Regions from separate parts of the Zea mays genome. Here region 2 is linked to region 1. Evidence: chromatin contacts called from public Hi-C data. All regions are on one chromosome and are shown on one strand. Each heading gives the region's core, a stretch centred on a gene start, on an enhancer-like site or on the middle of the called end of the contact. The rest is flanking DNA. Distances are from core to core; before and after follow the strand shown.

The links. A called contact is a pair of places that touch in the nucleus more often than the background predicts.
Region 2: a Hi-C map of ear shows a contact between it and region 1, with 4 times the contacts expected there. The contact joins the promoter of LOC100381835 here to the promoter of LOC100278581 in region 1. A contact is called at or near these places in 2 of 25 Hi-C or Micro-C datasets (ear and tassel).

What each region holds. Positions count from the first base shown.
Region 1 is chr2:42,143,644-42,149,077 of Zm-B73-REFERENCE-NAM-5.0, reverse strand. LOC100278581 reads left to right here and starts at 3,076. Exons shown (of 4, transcript NM_001165648.1): 1 at 3,076-3,472; 2 at 3,751-3,831; 3 at 4,132-4,271; 4 at 5,322-5,434. The coding sequence starts at 3,152.
Region 2 is chr2:42,782,456-42,787,889 of Zm-B73-REFERENCE-NAM-5.0, reverse strand. It overlaps LOC100381835, which reads left to right and starts at 2,316. Exons shown (of 4, transcript NM_001174627.1): 1 at 2,316-2,480; 2 at 3,980-4,464. The coding sequence starts at 4,423.

The sequences.
Region 1 (5,434 bases), core at 1,827-4,326:
TAGTTCTAGTTGTATCCTTCCGCATATCCACCTCCACCCCTATTCGACTCGACCCTATGATCTTTACCCCTCCTCAGGGGCAAAATCTACTTCGTCTACTTCAATCAATATCTCTTTCTCGAATTGATCTCTTAATTTCTAGGCGACTCTACGTCGTCTGGAGACGCCCCGGGTGACCTGCTGACCCGGAACACCATAAGACCTCTCTCCCAGGGGACGGTCATACGAGGAGAAGAAGAAGACGACCCTGCGCCATCGCGGACCGTCCGGCCCAGAGCTCGGACCGTCCGGATTGCGCGCAGGGAAGACGCCGCTTCTGCCCCCAGGTTGCGGATCGTCCGGCCCAAACTGCGGACCGTCCGCGCCTCCGCAGCGAGCACTGACAGACGATCCATCGCAGACCACCGCCACTGCTCACCTTGCGAAGCCGAACCCAAGGTATTGCTCATCACGAGAAGGTCCTAGGTTCGTTACTGTTTGGTCCCAAATAGATGGTGACTATCATAGACGTATTGCCCCACATTTAGGATAACCACTTTATTTGACCCTACATCATCTAAAGGTGCCAAGTAACTCCAGACGATTCATTATAGTGTTTGGTGACAAAAAGGCGCCAATACACATTAGTATTACGTCCTGTTTGAATTCATTAGCCTTAGAGCTACATTTTTGCTACTGTTGGATAAGATCATGTGACCATATCTCTATCTTGTTGGATAAGATTATGTGACCCTATTTTTATCTCTTTTGCCTATATAAATAGGTCACCCTTGTATCCTGTACTTGAATAACATATAATAGATCTGTTTTTTCGTAGTTTTTTTCTCCTCCACATTGGAGGAGTTTTTTTTCACATTAAACTCTATGTCTACTTTTTTGCACCTGTGATCCTAACAATTGGTATGAATTGGCGGGGACAACAGATCTAGTGATAAATCAGCGGCCGAACCGGGAAAAGTGAGAGCAGCGGCTACGGATCGGATCTAATGAAGAACGGCGGCGGCGGCGGAAAAACTGTGATTTGGAATGCCATCAGTTTGGGAATCGTGGAGTGCTACTGCTGCCTGGGATTTCACGTGAAGTGCTGCTAGAGATCATCATTGCTGCTTCTTGGAATCTCCACACAAGAATCAAATCATTGATTTATTTCCCTTTTGCTACGTGCACTTAACAGATTGCACATTTCTATTTCATCTGAAATTATTTATTTCGGATTATAAATGTTGACTAAAATTGATATTCCGAAGTTTGATGGTTGATCAGTTTTGCTATTTGGCAGATTCAGATAAAGGTTGTTCTTACTCAGTTATGTGTACCAAAAGCGTTACAATCGCGACCTGCTGATATAACTGATGATAAATGGGAAGATCTTAATGAAAAAGCTTTGTCCGCCTTACAACTCAGTTTATCTCCTGATGTTCTGCGTGAAGTAATGAATGCAAAATCTGCAGTAGAATTGTGGAACAAATTGGAGGAGCTATATATGACCAAGAGTCTTGCTAATAAGCTCCGTCTCAAAGAGCGCATTTATATTATTCGTATGGCAGAATGTACATCTATTCAGTCACATATTAATAAATTTAATTCAATTATTGTGGACCTTGAGAGCCTTGATGTGAAGATAGATGATGAAGATAAGACAATTTTGTTGGTAGTCTCATTGCCCCTTCTTTTAAGCATTTTAAAGAAATTATGTTTTATGGTAATCATACTTCACTGTCCTTTGAGAATGTTAAGTCAAATTTATTGTCCAAAGAAAAATTTGATGTTGATTCTCGTTCTGAACCCAAAGGTGAAGGTTTAATTGTTCAAGGATCTGGAAATCATTAATCCAACCTTTATTGCCCTTATTGCAGAAAAATACTCATCATATTTCTCAGTGCCCTAAGGTGAGAAATAAAGAGAAGAGAAAGAAAAAAGAATTGGATAAGTCTTCTGTTGAAGCCAGTTTTGTTGAAACTTTGGATAGTGGAGAAACTGTATTTGTTGCCTCTGTTGAAAAGTGCTCTTCTTGGGTTCTCGATTCCGCTTGCACTTTTCATATTTGTTCACATAGAGATTGGTTTTCTGATTATGTTCAGTCTCATGCTGGTAAGGATGTTATTGGAGATGGATCCACATGTGAGATTATTGGAATCGGCTCTATTTATATCCAAGTTCATGATGGCAGTATTAAGAAACTTATCGATGTCCGTTTTGTTCCAAAATTGAAGAGAAATCTTATTTCTTTGAGCACTTTAGAAGCAATGAGATTCAATTTTGCTGCTATTGATGGTGTTCTTAAGGTTTATCGTGGCAACCGTATTATCTTGAAGGGCAACCGTTTGAATAATCTCTATTACTTGCAATGTTCAACAGTTGATGCTGAAGCTGTTTCAATTGCGTTCCAGAAGAGAGGTTATTTTGATGATATGAAGCCGTGCTCCAGTTCCAAGTCTAATGATTCCTTAGACTTGATTGATATTCAAATTTAGCATCCTAGTAGTGTTTGAGAAAACAGTTTTATAGATTAGCGTCAAGGGGATATTTGTTGGATAAGATCATGTGATCTTATCTCTATCTTGTTGGATAAGATCATGTGACCCTATCTTTATCTACTTTGCCTATATAAATAAGTCTCCCTTGTATCCTGTACTTGAACAACATATAATAGATCTGTTTTCCCGTGGTTTTTTTCTCCTCCACATTCGAGGAGTTCTTTCCATATTAAACTCTATGTCTCCTTTTTGTTCCCACCTGCGATCCTAACAGCTACAATTAGTGGTCCAAGTTACATTAGAACCTGCAGGTTGCAGCACATGCTAACCTGAGTGCTGACCAGGGTTGAGTCCAGGTCGTTGTTCAACCAAACACGTGACCGTTAACCGTTACATGGGCGTCTCGCGGTGACAGCGGGAGAAGAGGAAACCGCGAAGGCGAGACCGCGAGACGACTACGGAGTACGGACAGGAGAAGGCGAGAAGCTCGCAAAGAAAACCAAACCAGAACCCACCCTCGTCGTCCGCCTCCAGAGAAGCAGAAAATCGTGTCCCGAGTCCGCCGCCCTACGCCTACTGCTCCTCCCACCACCACCAAACAAACACCACACCGCGCGCCACGCCTCCGTCTGCCGGCGGTGACCGAGCCAGCTCATCAGCGGCCAAGGAGCGGGATGCCGGGGCCAGGAGCGCACCTGCTGTACGCTCTGTCGGGCGGTGCGGCGCTGTCTCGGCTCGCCGGCCCGGACCGCCGCTTCGGGCCGCACCACTGCGCCGTCTACGCAGCGAACGCGTTCCTCGGCCCGGACCTCGGCTCCTTCGCCGAGTGGCTCTGCTCCTTCCTCCCCTCGGCCTCCGCCGCGGGGGACCTCGCCATGGCCGCCGTGCACCACCCCTTCTACTACCCGCTCCTCCTCGGCCTCCCGCTCGCCTGGGCCTACGCCTGGCTCTCCCGCCGTCTGCTTCGCGCCGGCGTCCTCGACTCTCCCTCCGGGGTGGGTGCCGGAATTTCCAATTCCTCATGAATCCTTCTTTCGCCGCGTTGGATTTGCTATGTTTGCTTCCTCCCACTTTTTTTAATCTACTGTTCGGTACGGCTGCGTTCGGAGTCTAGCAACTTGGTGCCAATGCCATTCTAGTTTAGCAAATGCCGCGTTATCTTAATCCTCTGTTGCAGAATAGTGTTGAGTAGCTTCGCAGCCCAGACGCCTCTGTATCAATCTAGTGTTGCGTGCCTGATTTGTTTAATCTTGGTGGCTTGGTGCTGCTGCAGGTACCATTAAGAAAGAGGCAGTGTTTCTTGCTGATCTCTGCCGGCTCGCTCTCCCACTTTTTCTTGGATCACTTGTTTGAGGTGAGCATTCAGTAGTTTGGATTTTTTGTCAACCGGAAGTCGGCAAGGAATGTCTCGTGAACATGGGATGTATCAGCTTAGAATTGATGTCCCAACTTTAAAAGTGTGTGCTTGACATCTTGGACAGTTGGACCCAAGTTGTTCTAGAAATACCCAACTAATCCAACTGGCATGATGTTTCTGCACTGCATGTGAAGTAAAATTTGTTCAGATCACAAATGAACCTTTCCCTTTGATGCTTTGGGATTGAATGTGTCATTTTACCCGACTGAGTCATGTTACACACTTATACTGCTGCAGGAGAATGGGCATTCTACAATGTACACTTGGATACTGAGCACTGGTTGGTGGAAAGGTCGTGCTCCTATCAATCCAGATGCAGTGCTCGTCGTAGGACTTCTTTGCACTTGCCTCATGGGGGGATATGTGTACATCAACAGGTGATAGCTTTTTAGGTGCACTATCCCAAGTACAAACTAAAAAATGTTACACAGAAACTAGATTAGGTTTCTTGCAAGATTCTAAATAGATAGCTATATCATGTGCTGTTATAAAGTGCAGTGTGTTTTGGAACCTCGCCGCTATGCCAGTACAAACTAACCTGTTCAAACGTCGAGTCGGGTCAAGTTCAGGTCGTGGGTTGTTTGGCACGGCCTGCACTGACCCGTGCATAGTGTCAGGTCAGGTCAACCCGTGACTTCTTGTCGGGCGTGTCGGGTTAGTTTTTTTTGGGTTGGGTTAGGTTTATTGGCTTTGGGTCGGGTTTTGGGGTGAAAAATATGGTAAGTACCTGGCCCGTGGATCATTCTGGGTCAACACTATGGACCTTGTCCACCCGTCGCATTGGTCGGGTGGCCCATGCTCCGGTCTGGTACAAACACAATGTTAATTCTTTGTTCCTTGTATACACAACAAGTAACTATAATTTGTTCTCTATATAAGTTATTGTTTTCCTCAGAATCTTAAAGTAGAAAGGAAAAACTTTTTTATATATACAACTCTAGAATTCAGAACATCTATTTTTGGTGGCTAGTTTTCATTACCATGTTTGAATGGAGATTGAGAAAGCTGTTTGGTTCATTAGGCCTGGGCATTTTCAGTTGTATCACTTTATTTCTAGATTTGTAATGGATGGAAATAGGCGATCCTTATACACCCTAAAAGTGTAAAGTGTTGGCACCACATCATTCAAAATTCTGTTTCTTTGTTTAGTGTGCCTGTTGTATAACTTGTCTGTTTTAGGTTGTTCTTGTTCTGTTTCAAGTGTTCTGGCCTAGTGTTGTTGTATTGAACCTGTCTTTCTTTCTTTTTATGCAAACGTAGTCAGTTCTCCTGTGCATTGTAGCAAAAAGGAATTACAGACGTATCTGATATATGCTCACTTGGGTTTCCAATGTTTAAATCACTCCTTACGTTCCTTTCTGAAAAACATTATCAAGTACAAATTCTTATTGCAGTTCTGTAAACACTCTTGTTCCTTGTTTTGGCAGAGTGAATCATGGAAGGTCTGCAGCAGAAAAATCAAACCAATCTTTCTTTCTCATTCTGATGATAGCCACCCTGTACTGTATGTGGTGTGCCAGTCAGATATACCTGCGGCAAC
Region 2 (5,434 bases), core at 1,067-3,566, 640 kb before region 1:
ATATATGTTTTTTAGACGTAGCCTCCTCAACTAAGCTCTTCTTGTTAGGCAAGCATGGTGCCTGTTAAAGTTCTTTGATAGTATATGCATGAGACGGCTAAAGGCAAAATATTATCCTCATAGATCACCGTAATATTCTTTCTAGCAGACTCTTCTACATGAAAAGACACTGAAAATGGATTTGATTTGGTAAAAAGGGAACCATTTATACAATGAATAATGGCCACAACATCCAATTTTGTAGGCAGTCGTTAGGATCCTTGCAATACCTTATACCTTACGTTGACAAGGTCTGATATAGCCTTCCCAAACAACGAGATCTGATAATTTTTACATGTTCTTGTTACTACTTATTGAACTACAGTTAGAATGATTCTATGGTGTGAGTATTGATGGAAAGAGTTTATGTGGAAGGAGGAACGTCGGTCATAGGAGTTTCAGAAAGGGAGGAGGGGCATCGACACAACGTGGATATAGAGGAGGATATGAATAAGGAAATAGAGGTTGCGGAGTCAGAGGACAGGGACAAAAGGGAACATTCTCTCGTCGATGATGGATGAAAGAAAGATCGTCGAACAAGACATGTCCCGCACCAGCAAGGACCTTAGGAAGTTACAGAGGTTGATCGAGTATGTGAAAAGTTAGCACCACACCTTGGATCCATAGTGAAACAAACAGCGGAAGGCGACAAATGGAGGGCAATGCTTGTGAATAGGAGGGTGGGGTGTGAATGAACCCAAGCACCCCACCTACAAATTCCATTTTATAGGGTGGATTCTACAAATTTTTATTTTTTTTAATATTTAATCCGATAAAATGGTGTCATCCAATCTCGAGACGTCATATTAGCAACAGACGATCGGTACAAACCACACCTAGCCAGTAATTTCACGGGCTTCAATGTGATGGTTAATACCGACTAATCAGTACCAACGAACCTGATTCCAACACAATCGGTAATGACCACGTCGACTGGTTGAATCGTTTGCCTTTGAGACCAGATGACACTATGCATTGTGTGAGACTATTTCATCATAGTTTCAAACCTCCTTATATGATATGCACGATAATGATATTCCTAATGAGTAGTATCATACTCATTAATAAGATGACATATAATTTTTTTTGTTGATGTGACAAGGTATTTAATAGGAAGGAGAAAAGAAATCTTACTTTGGCAAGATATCTTAGGTTGTGGCATAAAAAGATGATCAAATTGTTCGCTTGGCTTTAATCCAAAACGACTTCTATTGTTTATATAGTGTTTTGTCTCTATTTCAAACCTCCTTATATGATATGCACGATAATGATATTCCTAAGATGATATTCCTAATGAGTAGTATCATACTCATTAATAAGATGACATATAATTTTTTTTGTTGATGTGACAAGGTATTTAATAGGAAGGAGAAAAGAAAACTTACTTTGGCAAGATATCTTAGGTTGTGGCATAAAAAGATGATCAAATTGTTCGTTTGGCTTTAATCCGAAACGACTTCTATTGTTTATGTGTTTTGTCTCTATTTCAAACCTCCTTATATGATATGCATGATAATGATATTCCTAATGAGTAGTATCATACTCATTAATAAGATGACATATAATTTTTTTGTCGATGTGACAAGGTATTTAATAGGAAGGAGAAAAAGAAATCTTACTTTGGCAAGATATCTTAGGTCGTGGCATAAAAAGATGATCAAATTGTTCGCTTGACTTTAATCCGAAACGACTTCTATTGTTTATATATAGTGTTTTGTCTCTATAGATTGCAGCTGGAGTAGTCCGAATGTTTCAATCCATTCTTATAGACACAACATCACACTAGTTAAATAGTTAAAACATATAAGTATAGCATTATATATTGTTGACAGTGTATCATGTATTCATGTAGCAGCACCATACTTTTCACCCTATGCAGTTGTATTCTTTTAGTGAAAGTTAGGTTATTTTCAGTCCATAGCCTAACTTTCACTATATGAATACAATTATCTGGTTCCTAGTATTTTTCCCTCATTCCTAGTATTTTTCCCGTGGCTTCAATTTGGATTTCTCCTTCCCAAACAGAAACAACCAATTCCAAGCACGTCAGGCACCTCATGTTTAGGCCTTATTCGTTTATGTCGGATTTAACCCAGAATCGTTCCAACTAATCAAAGTTTATATAAATTAGAGAAACAATCTAATTAGGAATCATGTCGATCCATCAATACTAAACAAACGAACAAGACCTTAGTTGGATGTGATTAGCATCCCGTTTGGCTGGAGAGTGGGGACAGATCACGGGTATACCGAACAGCCGGGTTCCGCCACCAACCCAACCGTGGGGGTGCCTTACGGCCTACGGGCCGGAGCAGCGCTCGGGAGCCGCGGCACGGAGGCATCGACGCCGTTGAGCTCGAGGCGACCGGCGGCTCGCGGCCCCGCCACAGCGGTGCTGTGGCAGTGTGGCTTCTTCTGGTTTCTGCGGGCTCAGCGCGGAGGTAACTACAACCTGCTCCCACCTTTGTCTTGTCCCTGCTCTTCGCCGTTTAGGTGCCTTCCGGGCGGGTTTGAATCCGCCGGGGTTCACGTGGCTTAGTGCGTGTGCGACTCGATCCGGTGAGTTTCCGGATTCGACGCGGGGATGCTGATAAGCGTCTGCCGTCGAGGCGGTGTCTCGCTCCGCGCTCGTTGGTGATGTCGAAGCAGTGGTTGCTGGATGTGGTTTTGTTTGTGCGGTCGTGCCATATACAACTTGTTCGATTAATTTCGTCTCGGGCTTATGAACTGGGAGAGTGTGTTCATGCGGATCTCCCTCTGTTGCTGTTCAGTAGCAGGTGTAGTATAAGATTTGTGCTTCGACGCTTCCAATGCCTTGCCTATGTAGCTATGCTGCTCGAATTTATTCCCTGTGGTCTGAATTTCTGTCTTGCAAACAGCAATACTTCTCATACAGCTTTTCGAAAGTTAGACGGGAAAATCTATATCGATAGAATTTGTAATAACTGGATAAGAGGACAAGGTGGGTAAATTATTAAAATCTTTGTATGGGTTGAAGCTAGCCCCAAAGGCAATAACTGCTATGCAAGCAGTGCAAGCGTGCAAGCGAATAGGCTTGTAGCTCCATTTCCAATTTCCCTATAAAATAAATTGGAGAAGAAACATCTATACACTTTTCTGCATCACCTGTTGTTGAAGCTTTTATCTTAGCAGTACACAGTGCTAGTACCTGTGACGATCATGTCATCAAGTTGAACTCCCAAATGGAAATCTCGATCCCTTTGCATATCCTATATGCAGCAATCCTAGTTGGCATTTTCTCAAAGCCAGAGTTTGCTAAATACACGTCGAAAAACCATGCTCTCGGTGCTTGGCAAAGTCAGTAAGATTTTTTCTAAGTCTATACCAGCTTATGTACTTGGCCTTCTTTCATCAAACACACTGTTTGTTGAAGATACACTTGTTCTTGTAGATCACCAATAAGAGCGGCTGGTTTCACATTAAGATTCTAAATGTATCTTTAGGAAAAAAAATATCGTTTTAGGTTTATTTTTCCATAGCATCATGCATGCAATGCTAAATGTATGGTCTAGAATGTTAGTAGGTTTTGGATGAGACATCAGTTGAATTTTCTTTTGTACATTTTTGTTCACAGTATGATAATGTATGGCACGGAAAGATATGTTAACATCGCACTCTGTCATGCACCCATGCAGCCATGCTTCCTTCACTTTTAGGGTGCTACTGTTACGTTCTGGTTTATATGTTAGCTGTCCTGGTACCAATAGTGACTTATTCCAACAAGAATGACATGTAACCGTCATTGACTTGATATAGAAGTGTTATGGTTGAACTGTGCTTGCGTTATAATTTCAGTACTGAATGGAAGCTGGGTCTTTTCTTTGCCTTTAACATTTTGTCCATTTAGTTTTAGCCCCTCATGGCTTGTCAGAGAAATACAATAGATGTTTTTTCTGACCTATCGCAGTTTTCTTTATAGGCCTATTGCAGGATTAAATGGCAAATAGGCCAAGATGGATGATGAAGTACGAAAAGGGTCTTGTTGATATACTTCATGAGAACAACACTTCACATTATCGTACCCAAAACGGTTGGAGAACAGAGGGGTGGAGGAAAATTGTTAGGGATTTCAATGTACGGTACCTTGAAGCAAAGTTTAGTAAAATGCAAATCCAGGAACATGAGACCAGTGTTCTTAAGGCGCCTAGGCGAGCAAGTAAACCAGAAAACCGCCTTAGCGCCTAGGCGGCGCCTAGGCGGGTATGGCGAGCAAGGCGACCAGTTTTGCCCGGGCGCCTGGACGCCTAGGCGCCGCCTAGCGACGCCTTAAGAACACTGCATGAGACTCAATTGAAGAAAGACTATAGGTCGATAAAATCTATCCTCCAACGTGATGGTGTCTCATGGGACCAGAGTGCGTCCATGTTTAGAACAACAGATGAAATCTGGGATGAGATTATCGAGGTGAGGGCTTAGTTCTTCTACTCTTACCACATAGATATGCAACTTGTTGAATAATTAGACAAATTCCAAATTAAATTCCGAATATAAATCATGACCAAATCAGAAGAACTGAAATAAAAGCCAAATCAGATGATGCGTACTGATTAGACTTACTGATTGTTGGCGCGCGCCAGGATCAGCTGGGTCGACGATGTCAGAAGATCACGAGCAGTCGCGTGAAGACGCTTCCCAAAAACCTTATTCGCCCTCTCCCGGTGCAGGATCTAGAAGACGAAGGGTTCCGGAGACCTGCTCTCCTGATCGCAGATGCACCTCTGCGGTCGGGACGAAGGGAACTAAAAGGCGGCTCAGCTATGAAGAGAGGCGAAAGCGAACTGGGATCTGGGGATGATTTGGAGGCTGGCTGCCGGGCTCCTTTTATAGGGTCGAGTCCGCGACCCCCCGTGCTTATCCGCCCACGAAAATCTCGCAATCAGTTGAGATTTTGTAGCGATCGGTTAGGATAAGCGTAACAGCCAAGAAACCAAAAAATCAAACGGCAAAAGGTAGCCGCGCCCCCGCAAGGCGAGGGGCCGGATTTCGGCGGACCATTCACGCGTATGTCGTGCGCCCGCGCCCTTCGCCCCGCCCCGGCCCGGCCCGGCCAGGCCAGGCCAGGCCAGGCGAGGCGAGGCGAGCGAGCGCGCGCGCGCGTGTGGCTCTCCACACTCTCTCCTCTCATCCATGACTTGGTGAGTGAGTGTGGCTTCCATATTTAAGCTAGCTCTACTCCACAAGAGCTAGCAATATGGTGCTATTGGTTCCACCTATCCCTTTGCCATCCACTTATATGGGCTTTTGAGATTTTCCTGGGATTTATTTGAATAACTTAATTGGGCCAAGCCCATAAATCCTAACAATCCCCCACCAGATCTCAAATGCCCATCTGCAGTTTTCGCCACTGTTCACTACCGTTTAATATACTAGTTTT